Regions from separate parts of the Mus musculus genome. Here all the other regions are linked to region 1. The links are chromatin contacts, called in public HiChIP or PLAC-seq maps. All regions are on one chromosome and are shown on one strand. The core of a region is the stretch at or near the end of the contact, and the rest is flanking DNA. Distances in the headings are between cores, read along the strand shown. Region 1 overlaps Tcf7l1 (transcription factor 7 like 1 (T cell specific, HMG box)). Region 2 overlaps Tcf7l1 (transcription factor 7 like 1 (T cell specific, HMG box)). Region 3 holds the start of Capg (capping protein (actin filament), gelsolin-like).

Region 1 (4,344 bases), core at 1,325-3,824:
CTGCTGGCTTACAACCACCCTAACCCCAGTTCCAGGAAATCCAATGCCCTCTTCTGACCTCTGTGGGTATCAAACTTAAGTAGGCTTACACATAGTACATATTCATACGCACAGGCAAACCCTGATACACATAAAGTCAATAAATATAAAAAAAATTATAAAAGAAAAATAAAGCCAGGCACAGTGGCTTTATCCCAGCCTTTAGTTCCAGGACTAGGGAGGTAGAGACAGGTAGATACCGGAGAGGAGAGGACAGAACAGGACAGGACAGGAGAGGGAGAAGGGAGAAGGGGAGGGAGGGAGGGGGGAGGCAAATATGCATAATTAAAAAGGAGACCATCATCTAAGGAATTGACTTAAGGAAGAGTTCTTTAGCTGTTTGTGATAGGGTGGATGCAAAGAACGTTGCTCTCTGCCATAAAACTTTAAGCCAGAAAATTACCAAGATAAAACAAAAACCAAACAAAAGCAGATCTGGGCTGGTGGTGGTCAGTAGGGCCTGCTCACTCTCATGAATACATTTACTCTTAAAATCTTTGCATTGAGCACAGTAAAATTGCTCTGTGGTTAAAGGTGCTTACCTGTAAGCCTGAAGATCTGAGAGTCTAGCCCTGAATCCCACATGATAGAAGGAGAGAACCCATTCTCACAGATTGTCGCCTGATCTCCACAAGCACACCGTGACATCATCAGCATGCACGAACACACACACACACACACATTTAAATGTTTTAAAATTAGGAATGTCTAGCCCATTGAGATGCTGCACAACTCTAATCCCAGCATTTGAGAGGCAGAGGCAAGAGGGCTTATGACTTTGAAGCCAGCCTGGTCTACAAAGTAAGTTCCCATACAGCCGGGTCTGCACAGAGTAACCCTGTCTCGAAAACCCAAGTAAACAAGCAAACAAACCGGAAATGAGTTCTTGCCATGTGGAATGTGAGATCTGCTGCAAGAGAATTGGACCTTGGGACTATATTCTGGTTGACACATTGCTTATTTGTTGGTCCTTCCTCTTGTAACACATCTCAGTTAGCGGAGCCCAGCTAAGTCGCCGTTCAGACCTTAGGAACACACTTAGGAAATACACGAGGAGCTTGGGGATATTCCTGCAACCAACCTGAGGTTAAGAGTCAGGAGATGTGGCAAAGCTGATACTTTCTTCTATTTACCTGGGTCGGGTGACAGAAGAATGGAGGGACCCCTGGCTTAGCTGCTCCGGGGCAGGTGGCAGAGTCGGAGGGTGGCAGGGTGCTGCTGTGGAGTCTCAGTCCTCCGGGATCCCCTACCAGCCCCACAGTTGACCAGCTCTGGCAGACACCACCCACAGTGTGTCTGAAGGAACGACCTCTACTGGACCTGCTCCCTCCCCATGGACTTTGGGATGTTTCAAAGAAACTGATGTCACTGCAAACATTTTCAGTGTCCATTCTCCCCGGGAGCCCTGCCCTTCTCTATCAGCTAAGGGGTCATGGATGATTGACAAAACTCATATTCTGAATAGCGTTGTTAGTTGTCTACTGAAATGTTGGGTGATTTCCTGGGCAGCCATTGTCAAGTCCAGGACTCCATCGTGATTGACAGCAGAAGGGAAGGGTCTACTCTCCTGAGCGATCAATCCCATGCAGCTGGTTTCTGATCAGGTTAAGGGAGAGATGGCTCTGCAGTTAAGAGGCTGGCTGCTCTTCTGAGTTGAATTCACAGCAGCCACAAGGTGGCTCACAACCATGCATAATGGAATCTGATTCCCTCTTCTGGTGTGCATGAACACCTGAGCAATCCTATACATGAAATAAGCAAATAAATAAATCTATAAAAGAAGAAGGACAACAAGAGGGAGGGGGACTCCTCTGGTGGACAGTTTTCCATGGCGAGCCCTTAGGGGTTGGTTTTACTTTGGGCTTAAAATATGCCCTGGGGACCCCTTTGCTTTCTTAAGAGCTGTGAGTTTGAAGAGCTTCAAAAGGGAAAAGACTGAAGCAGGCTGTGGTGGTCATCGAGCAGACTAAGTTACACAGCCTGCCTCAGCAAGGTGAAGCTGCGGGCCAAAGGAGATGGCTCAGCAGATAAAGTGTGGGGACCAGAAGGAACTGGGATGCTCAGAACACATAAAACCCAGGCAGCTGTGGCAGCCTCGCATGGATTTAGCAGATTATAAAGACAGGGCAAGGAGTTGAGCCAAGATCAACAAGCTCTGGGTTCAGCAAGAGACCTCAGTAAGTCAAAAGGAGATCAAGGAGACCCTCCTCAGGTCTCCATCTGTGTACACACATACACACAAAACTTTAAAATGGATCAGGGAGAGGAGTTGTCAAGATACCTGGGCTGAGAAGGTGCTCGACCTATGTAGCTTGCTGGAAGGATTTGGCTGTTTCGGATGGGGCATTGCTGGAAGGACTTGGCTCTGTTTCGGATGGCATTCCTTGCTGAGCAAGCCCGTGTGGCTCCTACGTCTTGTACTGAGGTTGTCCACTTGAGGCTCTGCATTCCTGACGGTAGCCTCAGCCTTTGCCGTGCTCATCAAGCTCCTGGGGACAGCTGGAGAGAGAAGTGGGTGAGGACAGAGTGGGAGGTAGCCTCCTAAGAGGACAGGCCAGCCTCTAGGACAACTCTTGCTCAGCAACACTTCCTGTCCAGCCCCTCGCGGACCATTTTCTGGACAATGATGCCCCCTAGTGGTACAAAATTATAACCCGCAGGTCATTTAGATTTATACCTAGATTTGCAAATTGAACTCCCTTTATGTGTTCTTTGACTGAAGGGTAAGCAGGCAACTGAAACTTTTTAGTTTATTTATGGAAGGGGGTTGGTCCAGGCTGGCTTTTAACTTACTATGTAACAAAGAGTGACCTTTGACCTCTGATCTTTTTACTTCCTGAGTGCAAGTGTCTGCGTTACCGGTTTATGCTACCACACCCAGTTTACACAGAGCTGGAGATCAAACGTGGGGCTTCAAGGATGCTAAACAACTGTGCTACATATTCCAGCCTAAGAGTTCTCACTATAAAATGACAAAAATGATACAAATAAATATAAATTAAAAACTGAAGCGTGAAGGCTGGAGTGGATGATCATGGGTTCGAAACTAGCCTGGACTATATAATGCGATGTTGTCAAAGATAAATAAATGACATGGGGCGTTGTTGGCAGGGGCTGGCTTAGCTGTGTGATTATGTAGCAATCAGTTTTAGAATCATTGTTTATGAATTGTATCATGGTTTGTGCAATTCTCTCTATTTTTATTCATTATATTTCTTTGTGTGTATGTGGGTGGGCATCCTTTAGCCATGGTGTTCTTGTGGAGGTCAGAGGATCTACCCTGAGGGATCTAGAAAGAGATGGCAGGTTATCAGGCATCCACCTTGACCCACTGAACATTCTCTGTAATTCAATAGCCCTATTACGTTTATAGTGCCGAAAATTACCCTTTGACAGGCTGGCCCCTATAAACCCAGGTTCATCATTTGGATACACTCACTTGGTTCCTAGAAATCTGATGTCAGAGCTAGTTATTGCACATGTTCTTTCTTGTGCTGTATATTCATCATTGTGATGGCCAGGAAATACAGTGAAAGCAGCCAGGTGTAGGTGACACACGCCTTCAGTCCCAGCACTTGGGAGACAGAGGCAGGCGAATCTCCGAGTTTGAGAACCTACAGAGTGAGTTCCAGGACAGCAAGGACTACACAGAGAAACCCTGTCTCTAGAAAACTAAAAAAAAAAAAAAAAAATTCTCCAAAAAAGTGAATGGGCTGGTGGGTAAGATCACTGACTGCTCTTCCAAAGGTCCTGAGTTCAAATCCCAGCAACCACATGGTGGCTCACAACCACCCGTAATGAGATCTGACGCCCTCTTCTGTTGCGTCTGAAGTCAGCTACAGTGTACTTTGGGCCCAAGCAAGCAGGGACTGAGCGAGCAGGGCCAACCCGAGCGAACGGGGTTGACCAGAGTGAGCAGAGGTCCTGAAAATTCAATTCCCAGCAACCAAATGAAGGCTCACAACCATCTGTACAGCTACAGTGTACTCACATACATAAAATAAATAAATCTTTGAAAATGTGAAGGCAGTATTTAAGTTTCACCTTATGCTGCTACAGCTAACAAGTACAGAGGACTAACTAGGAAGCTACTCGGTTTGAGGCCTTTTTGCACCACCAAGGCCAGCAGCACACCTCATGATCAGGATGGGCTTTCCTGCTCTCATCCCTGCTCTGCCCACTTTACCTGCTATAAGACTTGGAAACCCAGGAAGCCCCAGGAACTGAGCAGACCAGAGTTTGTGGTATGCATATCGGATGAAAAGAGGGGCAGCAGGAAGTGACAGAGAGGTCAAAGGGCTTCTC
Region 2 (4,344 bases), core at 471-2,970, 88 kb before region 1:
TCTCCTCTCCTCTCCTCTCCAGACAGGGTTTCTCCATGTAACCTTGGCTGTCCTGGAACTCACTTTGTTGACCGGGCTGGTCTCAAACTCAGAGATCCGCCTGCCTCTGCCTCCCAAGTGCTGGGATTAAAGGTGTGCGCCACCACCGCCCTACTGGTGAAGACAGTTCTTTAGAGGGCATGAAGATGCCTTCCTTTCTGAGAAGGCTGAACCTATAAAGTCAAGTAGCAGCTTAGACCACTGTCACAATTGTTCCCAAACTGGAGTTTACAGTATGCATTGTCAATTTCTGGAATGGGAGGAGGGACCTGCTCCCCCCCAGGATTCACACAAGTGAAAAGGAATTCCTAAACTCAGGATGAACGCACCAATGCCAGAGGGCTGTGTCTCCCTGAATTTTGGGCTTTCTGTACTCATATAGATGCACCCTGCTGCCTATTAATTGTGTGTGTGTGTGTGTGTGTGTGTGTGTGTGCGCGCGCTTGCTTGCTTGCTTGCTTGTGTGTTCACTCACAAAGGCCCAAGGTTGGAGTGGGGATTGTTTCTTGATTTGCGTTCATTTCCGCTGTAGCATTGAGACAGGGTTTCTCCATTGACACCAGCGCTCCCCATGCAGCTAGCTGGCTTGCTCTCTGCTTTCTGAACATACCAAGTCCCTGCTTCAGACTTGTTCAGCGGGAGCTCCTCCCTCCCTTCCTACCCTGCAACATGCTCACCGTGTGCACATAGTGCCCATGGAGGCTGGAAGAGGGTGTTGGGTCCCTAGGCCTGTGGTTAACTCTCAGGTGGATGCTGGGACCTGAACTTGGGTCCTATGGGAGAGCCACACATGCTGTTAACTGCTGAGCCGTAGACCTTTCCATCTTAACCACTTTTCATTTGTAGTCCAGAGACACCACGTGCGTTTAAACTCTGCAAGCACAGAGCTCTCGTCAAGGCCCCAGTAACAGCCATTAATTACTCCTTCCACTAACCACCACGCCTCACTTTCCTGTCCCTCTGAATTTGAGCATTAAACAGATTTTATCATTTCCTCACCCAAGTCATCTGCACAAGACCCAGGGCTGAGAAGCAAAGAGATCTTTGTGATTGGGAACTTGAGTGCTAGGTAGGAGGCGGTGGGGGAGGGGAGGCCCGCTACCAGGAAGCACGGCAGGGTTTCAGGCACTTGGGGTGTACCAGGCATTCTGTCTCTGTCAGTGCTCACCCCTTCCTTTACAGCCAAGACCCTCGGGGAGGTCTGACAAGTCATGTGGGGCCCACACATCAGGACTTTGTAAAGGGCTCCAGGAGACTCCAGTGTGTAGTTAGTGCCCATCAAGGATCATGGCTTCTCTAGGACAGCTGTGTTTGTAACTTCTGCCACCTGGGAAGGGTGACATCACTCCTGACACTCTAGAACTGGTCCCGCCTTTGCTGTAGGCCATCCTGTCAGGGAGATGTGTTCCCTGCCCAGGCCTGGGCCCAGACCCAGAGAGCATTGCTCCTTCCTGGATGGCCCTCCAAGGCTCCCCAGCACCCAGGCCTTCCCTTTGGGGTTTCCTCGGCCCACAGTTCTGTTCCCTCTCCTCTAAACCAGTCTTTGTGAACTCCTGTGTTCTTTTTCCTTCAGCGGGAGATGTATTTGTTTTGATTCTCCAGCTGCTAAACCTAGTAGGTACTAAGTAAATAAGAGGCTAATGAGTGAAAGGAAAGCAGGCAGGGACATGCACCTCTGCTCAGGGAGAGCCAGGGGATGAACACCCTTCTCTAAGAATGCAGGACAGAAAGCCAGCCAGGGAGCTTGCAAGCTGGTGCTCCCTGGGGCCTGGCTCGGAGAAGTGTGGTGCCCTGCTCGAGTATTTGATGGGAGGAGATGGTATAGTTTGGGGGACCTGGACCAGAAAAGCTGGGAAGGGAGGGGCAGGAGCTGGCACTGGCCCAGCGGTGTGAGCGCGGTCAGGCAGACTTGCAGCAGTTCTGAGCTGCCCTCCGGTGCTTCATCGGCACTGCTGTGGGTCTGGTGCTTGGGGGGAATTCTTGAACATTGGAATGGGTTATTTTTTTTTTAAATCCTATTCTTGACATTTACAAATGGGAAACAAAAATAAAACCCACACGATGAAGTATTCATGAGATGTCAGCATTCCAGAGACCACCGGTGCTCAAACCCGGCACTGCCAGGGAGGCACACACAGTATGTATCCCTGCCCGCCACTCTGTCTCTAGTGGAATATCTTGTAAATGTGGCATTGGTTAGGGAGCTTGTAGCTGAGCACACGGGGCTCCTCTCACGGTGTCAGCCAGATGCTTGTGTGTGCTCTCAATGGGCTTGGCTCAGGGTGGCATCCCAGCACAGACGTGTGTGCATCTTCTCATCGTGTTTTATGTGCATGACAGGGAAACAGGAGTGGCTATTCCGTGGGAAGGTAGTAGGGCTTAGGCTGGACCCCTCAACTGAGCCACTTGGCTCCTAGGTGACCTTCTGTAGGCCATCTAGTCCTACCTACCGAATTCCGTCAAGAGCCAGATGACTATGGGGCTGGTGATGTAGCTCAGGGGCAGAGAAAAATCACCTAGTTTGTGTGAGGCCCTGGGTTCATGCCATCTCAGGAGGAGAGTGAGAGTAGGGGGAGGGGAAAGGGGGAGAGATGGGAACAAAGGATTGAAAGACTCAAATGAGTAAAAGTAGGTAAACTGTTTCAAACAATATCTAACAAATACTTACCATGAGGTGAGTCTCGCCTTCTCAAGACTGACCTCCAAACTGCTTTGTACTCAAGGATAACCTTGAACTTCTGCCCCTCACTCCCACTGCTCCGAGGGCTGGAGGGTTGGGCTTACAGCAAGTACCACCATGCCTAGTTTAGGTAGTGCAGGAGATTTGGACCTGGGGACTTGCTTCATGCTTCACGCTAGGCAATCGTCCTACCAATTGAGCTGTATCCCCAGACCCTTTCTCTATTACAATTTTAAAGGTTCTGGCCTGAAACAAAATGTTCTACCACCTTTTAAAGGCCGGGACCTATTAAACTATGAATTCTTAATTGGAAGGGAGCGTATGGTGTCTGGCTCTGACAAGAGCCTGTTACCTCCAAAGAGCCACTATACCCAAACACAGGCAATCTGTCTGTGGTAGTATGGTTTCAGAGGTGGTGTACAAACGGGTGAAATGTTTACAAAGGCTTCTTGGAGGATAGTAATGTAAGAAAGGCTATCAAACACGGCTGTAGGATCAGAAACCAGTCTATGTGTTTGTATTTACTGCCATTTGTCTGGGAATCAAGATTTTTTCTCTCTCTCTGCAATCAAAAGAAATTCAAGAATAAATTCCTAAGTGACTTGGCTGCATGGAAACCTTTCATCTATGACAAGGTCTCTCCAGATGCAGTGAAATACCTTTGCTCCTTTATTTTGTAAACTTGATTTCTTTTGTTCTTGTTTTTCAAGGCAGGGTTTCTCTGTGTAGCCCTGGCTGTCCCAGAACTCACTCTGTAGACCAGGCTGGCCTCGAACTCAGAGATCTGCCTGCCTCTGCCTCCCAAGTGCTGGGATTAGTGCTCCATCACTGCTAGGCTTTTTACAAAATATTGGGGATTTTTGCTTACCAGTTGAGAATCTGAATAGCCTCTTGAGTGTGCAGAGGGCTCCACCTGCCAGACCAGTTTTCGAGTATGGCAGCAGCTCTGGGACAGCTTGCCTACGGTTGGTTCTTGGGGAGCAGAGCTGGGTACCACTGCCCAGCACAGCTGGGTACCACTGCCCAGCACAGCCCACACGGAAGTTGTGCAGGGGCAAACGCAGATGCATGCTTTGGTCCCGAGCTGTGTGTGGGCTGCCTGAAGGCACCCCTAGAAAGGTTGGGACTCTCGTGTTCTTGCATGGAGAGACAAAGACGTTCTTTATTGCTGCAAATGTGGGTGAGGGGCTGGAGCCCTCATTTTGGGGGGTGGGGACGGACAAGCTTGAAAACCAATTCCAGTTGACCAATAGCCTTCAGTTAACAGTCATGTGGCATTGCTACTACTCCTGAATTTCCTGTTTAGGGTTTTATTAGCTTTTTGTGAAAGGGGACATTGTGGAGAAACTCAGATTAGAATTCAACTTATGAAGCAGCTGAACAAGAAAGAGGGATGGAGGAACCAAGGAGCTTAGAGAAATCACAGAGTGATTACTCAACAAAGTTAGACCCCAAAGGCTGCTGCTGAGCCACAATGCTCTGAGCAAGGAATGCAGAGCCCATGGGAGGTGGTGGTGGCTCCTCCATTCCGGGTCTCAGGGACCTGGCGAGCCTTCTGATTGGGGAAAATTTTCCCACAGGCTGGGGTTGGGTTGGGGTCGAGTCAGCTTCCCACCAACATACTA
Region 3 (4,344 bases), core at 747-3,246, 87 kb after region 1:
CTCCCACAATGTACGTGTCACAGCCCCTCCATCCCTGTGGGCACACGTCAACCCTAGCTGTCTGTGGGATAAACGACCGCTCGGTAGGCTTAGCTCCTGTGGGAGTTTTCCCAGCCCCATTGTCACATCATCCTCTGCTTGCAGGTTTAGAGCACATCTGGCCACCTTCTTGTGCTAACAACAGCAAGGCACACCTGCTACCCTATCACAAGCATTCATGACAGAGTCTATTATTCACTTCCATTCCTTCAAGATCTGTTGGGGGGGGGGGGCTCAGCATGAGGAGTAGTCCATGCCTTATGGCCTACCTAGAAGGTTCAGGAAGTGGGGAGCCATCATACCCAAAGAAACCACAGACCAACTTCCTCCCCATCAGACCGTCACATAATCACAGACCGGCATTAGAAGAGGCTTTAGTGCTTAGATAGTCCTTAGCGCACACGAACGAGCCCTCTTCTGTGGCTCACTTCGCCATCCTCCTCTTGAATGCTTCTGGTGGTGGGAAACTCACCACCTCACAGGCAGCCTCTGTGTCTTTCACTGGGAACGGGAAGCATGCCGGGAACCAGACCCAGGGCCACAGGGCACAGCTGGAAAATGCTCTACCACTGAGCTACATCACAGCTGGCCACCTCTGCTGAGGACTCCGTTTTCCCCCATTGTGCCACAATGTGATGAGTTTTAGGGGCTGGCTTTCTCCCCGAGACATGAAAGCACCTTTGGAGCAGGAAGCTGAGTTTGCCTATGGACCTTTGGACACACCTGACTGTGCCCGGAAAAGTGTCTGATTGTCCTAACTTGCTGAGATCCAATGACTGGACTAGATGAAAACCAACGGGATTGCTTAGGATCTCGACATCCAGGCAAGGCCTGGAGCAGCCTTGAAGCAGAAAGCCAGAGGGCAACGAGGCCCATCTGACTGTCGTGAGCAGTGGGGGGGAGGATGTGTGCCCTGCTGGCTAACTCTGGCTAGAATACCTTTTAAGGACACACTGGGGGCTTAGAAGTGGAGTCCACTCCTACCTCCAACAAAATGCTTGATCCTATCAATGTGCATCAGTGGCCCAGTACTGAGGAAAACTGGGGCTATTTTTGCCCTCTTGGACCCTGACTCACAACAGGTCACTTCCCCTCAAAGACCATATCCGCCCCGTTAGTGTGAGCTGAAATAGCGGCCCTAGGGAGGAAATAGAGGGCCAATTCAAGAAGCCCAGGACTTTCTGACTGTGGCCAATGTCTCTTAGAAGTGGGAACAGCAGTGGCTCTGAACCCCCAGGACAGGCCAAAGCAGATCCCGCTCCCCACACCCCCAGATTCTACCTTCATCTCTCTCCACACTGGTCCCCAGCCAACCCTCTAACTGGGGGCTGGCTGACTGTCCCTCAAGTAGCTGAACCTACCTTGTTCCTTCTCAGTTCCCTTCCTTCCAGTTGTCTGGGCCCAGGATAGTGCTATCTTGGGGACAGACACCACCAGATCTGAATTCACCTCCCGACAGGTTGATGGCTTCTGGGGATCTCTCAGGTCTGACACCACCTCCTACAGACCAGGATGAGCCCAGACCCTTCAGCTCCTCCCCAGCAGCTAGAACACATCCCACCCACACCCACTCAAGACTCTGCAGCTGCAAAACTACAGCTAATGACCTGAGCTGACTTACGCCTGGGGACACCGTTCCCACCTGTTCCCGGACCCTAGCAGCCAGCCCTCACCTACCCACTCATGAGAGTCCTAGTCCCTTCTCTACAGAGCCCTTCCCAGTTTTACCTCTCCACGGGCCTTTTCTTCTCAAACTCGTCTCAGCTTGCCCCTCGATAGCTAGCTTCTAACTTCCCTCTTCGCCACTGGGCTGCCCCACCCACCTGCCCCACCCATGGGGAGGCTCAGTACTCAGAAGTCTAAGGGCTCAGGAAAGCCAGCTCCAAGGCTGGGCCATGCGGATGGAAGGCTGCTATTTCTCAGACATGGTCACTGGGAGGTTAAAGCCTGACTAGGTCTCATCACAGCGGCCTCGGGCAAGGCAGATTCTGAACAATTTAAAGAGTCAGACCAGCAAGGAAAGTCCCATTCCACTCACTAGCCCCGGCAGAGGCCTGAGTCTGCTCAGGCCCTGCTGTGGCTGGTTAGTCACTTTTCCTGGGTTGGGTCACTGGCCCTACACTACTTTTTCCTCCTCCCCCTGACTAGTTGTCTCATTGCCCTGAGTACATGTGATGATGACCTACTCCTTCTCCCTCCTCCTCTTCCTCCTCCTCCATTCCCCTTCCCCTCCTCCCTCTTCCTCTCCTTCCTCCTTCCTTCTCCTCTTTCTCCTTTTGGTTTTTCAAGACGGGGTTTCTCTGTGTAGCCTTGGCTGTCCTGGAAATCTCTCTGTAAACCAGTCTGTTTTTGAAGCAAAGTTCCAAGAGAGTGTTTGAGGCCCTGACACATTCTCTCTCTGTGTGTGTGTGTGTGTGTGTGTGTATGTGTGTTCATTTTGGTGTTTTGTTTTCGAGACAAGCTCTCATGTAGTCAGGCTAGCCTCTAAAGGCAGCTCAAACTGGTCTTGAACACTTGACCCTTCTGATTCCCGGATGCTGGGATCACAAAAGTGCACCATCGTGACCAACTGTTGTTTGGTTGTTTTACTGAGACAGCGTCTCACTTTGGCACCCAGGCTGCTATGAAACTAAATCTGTAGCCCAGATTGGCTTCAATGCTATGAGAATCCTGCCTCTGCTTCCTGAACACTAGTGATTTACATGTAATGAGGCACCACACAAGGTGTCTTGAAACATGAAGTCTCTCTATGCCCCTTAGCTAGGCATGGTGGCTCTTGCCTTTAATCCCAGCACTCGGGAGGCAGAGGCAGGTGGATCTCTTGAGTTCCAGGACAGAGGGCATATGGTTTCAAGCTCAACCCAAAGCAACAGCCGCTCCCTTCGCACAGTCACAGGACCATAATATAGAATCAGTCTGATCTAACTTGCTGGCCCCAGGAAAGCCTTACCCTGGGGCACAGCCCGAAGTCACATAGAAAACAGGACGCTCAGTCAAGGAGGCTCTTATTCCCTCCTAATCCCTAGGTCAGCAGTTCTCAACCTCCCTAATGTGTGACCCCGCAATACAGTTCCTCATGTTGTGGTGACCCCCCCAACCATAACATTATCTTCCTTCTACTTCATAACTGTCATTTGCTACTGTTATAACTCGTAATGTAAATACTTTAGAGATAAAACTTTGCCAAATGATTCATGACTCACAGGTTGAGAGGTTCAGGAATATTTGCACCTAAGGAGCAGCTACAGTTGGGTGACTCAATGTCCAGGGACCCTGACAGGCCCATCCTGGAAGAATGTTAGTCAACAGTCAGATCCATAAGTCCACTAAGCCATAGAGTTTAGTGTTCAGAGTCATGGCCCTGGCCCAGGTAGCACCGAAGCAAGCTTGCTAATTATCCAACCATCAGACCAGCCTAACCTATCTCGGAGGCTGCTAGGGGAAAGCCTGGAGAAAACAGAGCACAGAGTGGATATGGGGAGTTGGTATTTGCTTGCTCATTTGAGACTGAGCCTGAAGACATAACTCAAGCTAGCCTCAAATGTGTGATCCTCCTGCCTCCATCTGAGGACTGGGATTACAGTGTACACCCCCATGCCTTCTAGATAAATGTGTTCTGTGTGCTAAAATACCATGAGAGAGAGAATTAACTGTTTTCTCAACATTAAATGCAGTCACTGGGACGGTTCAGTGAGTAAAAATGCTTGCTCTGCAATGATGGCCACAGTTCGATCCTCAGAACCTATAATAAAAGGACAAAATGGTTCCTGAAAGATGTCCCCTGAAATGGTAGATACAGCTCAGAGGTCAAGAACAACTGCTGCTCTTCCAGAAGACTGGAGTCTGGTGCCCAGAAGCCACATCTGGCACCTCACAATGGCCTGCAACTCCAACTCTAAGGGTCTGACTCCCTCTTCTGGCCACAGAGAGCACTGCACTCACATTTGAATATACAGATAAATTACACTACACTATTGAGTTTTGTCAACCTGACACAAATCTAGACATATCTGGGAAGAGGGTTTTCTAATTGAGAAAATGTCTCTGTAGGACTGGCCTATAGGCACGTCTGTGGGTCATCACCTTGATTACTGAGCAACATGGGAGGGCCCAGCTTACTGTGGGCAGTGCCATCCTTGAGCAAGGTGGTCCTGGATGTTAAAAGAAAGCAGACTGAGCAAGCCACGAGAAACAAGCCAGTAAGGAGCCCTCCTCCATGGCGTCTGCATCAGCTCCTGCCTCCAGGCTCCTGCCCTGACTTCTCTCAGTGGTGAACTGTTACCTGGAAGTGTAAAATGAAATAAA

Evidence for each region. HiChIP or PLAC-seq counts read pairs in DNA pulled down with a chosen protein or histone mark.
Region 2: an H3K27ac HiChIP or PLAC-seq map of embryonic stem cells shows a contact between it and region 1, with 6 read pairs. The contact joins two enhancer-like sites. A contact is called at or near these places in 1 of 15 datasets of contacts at CTCF or cohesin (the NIH/3T3 cell line), 3 of 484 Hi-C or Micro-C datasets (the HPC-7 cell line, female germline stem cell-derived STRA8 germ cells and neural progenitor cells), 3 of 115 datasets of contacts at active chromatin or transcription factors (embryonic stem cells and oligodendrocyte precursor cells) and 4 of 9 other capture datasets (adipose tissue, embryonic trunk, liver and 1 more).
Region 3: a contact with region 1 is called in an H3K27ac HiChIP or PLAC-seq map of embryonic stem cells, with 16 read pairs. The contact joins the promoter of Capg here to the enhancer-like site in region 1. A contact is called at or near these places in 5 of 39 promoter capture datasets (the HPC-7 cell line, embryonic stem cells and liver), 6 of 484 Hi-C or Micro-C datasets (embryonic stem cells and liver), 3 of 115 datasets of contacts at active chromatin or transcription factors (embryonic stem cells and pancreatic cancer cells) and 4 of 9 other capture datasets (adipose tissue, embryonic stem cells, liver and 1 more).

The regions. Positions count from the first base shown.
Region 1 is chr6:72,634,516-72,638,859 of GRCm38.p6, reverse strand. All of the region lies in intron 4 of Tcf7l1 (transcription factor 7 like 1 (T cell specific, HMG box)), which reads left to right. Gm15401 (predicted gene 15401) reads right to left here. Exons shown (of 5, transcript NR_040422.1): 4 at 2,321-2,538; 5 at 1,143-1,781. Among named protein-coding and RNA genes, the nearest start is that of Gm15401, 7.4 kb to the right of the region's middle. Within about 2 kb of position 2,574, at least 128 of the 459 cell types and tissues checked have an H3K27ac peak or open chromatin away from gene starts, as enhancers often do. A contact at or near this core is called in embryonic stem cells, liver and pancreatic cancer cells, where this site is marked.
Region 2 is chr6:72,721,772-72,726,115 of GRCm38.p6, reverse strand. The region is part of intron 3 of Tcf7l1 (transcription factor 7 like 1 (T cell specific, HMG box)); the gene reads left to right. Among named protein-coding and RNA genes, the nearest start is that of Gm31249, 16 kb to the left of the region's middle. Within about 2 kb of position 1,720, at least 45 of the 459 cell types and tissues checked have an H3K27ac peak or open chromatin away from gene starts, as enhancers often do. A contact at or near this core is called in embryonic stem cells, where this site is marked.
Region 3 is chr6:72,546,925-72,551,268 of GRCm38.p6, reverse strand. Capg (capping protein (actin filament), gelsolin-like) reads right to left here and starts at 1,996. Exons shown (of 10, transcript NM_001042534.3): 1 at 1,768-1,996.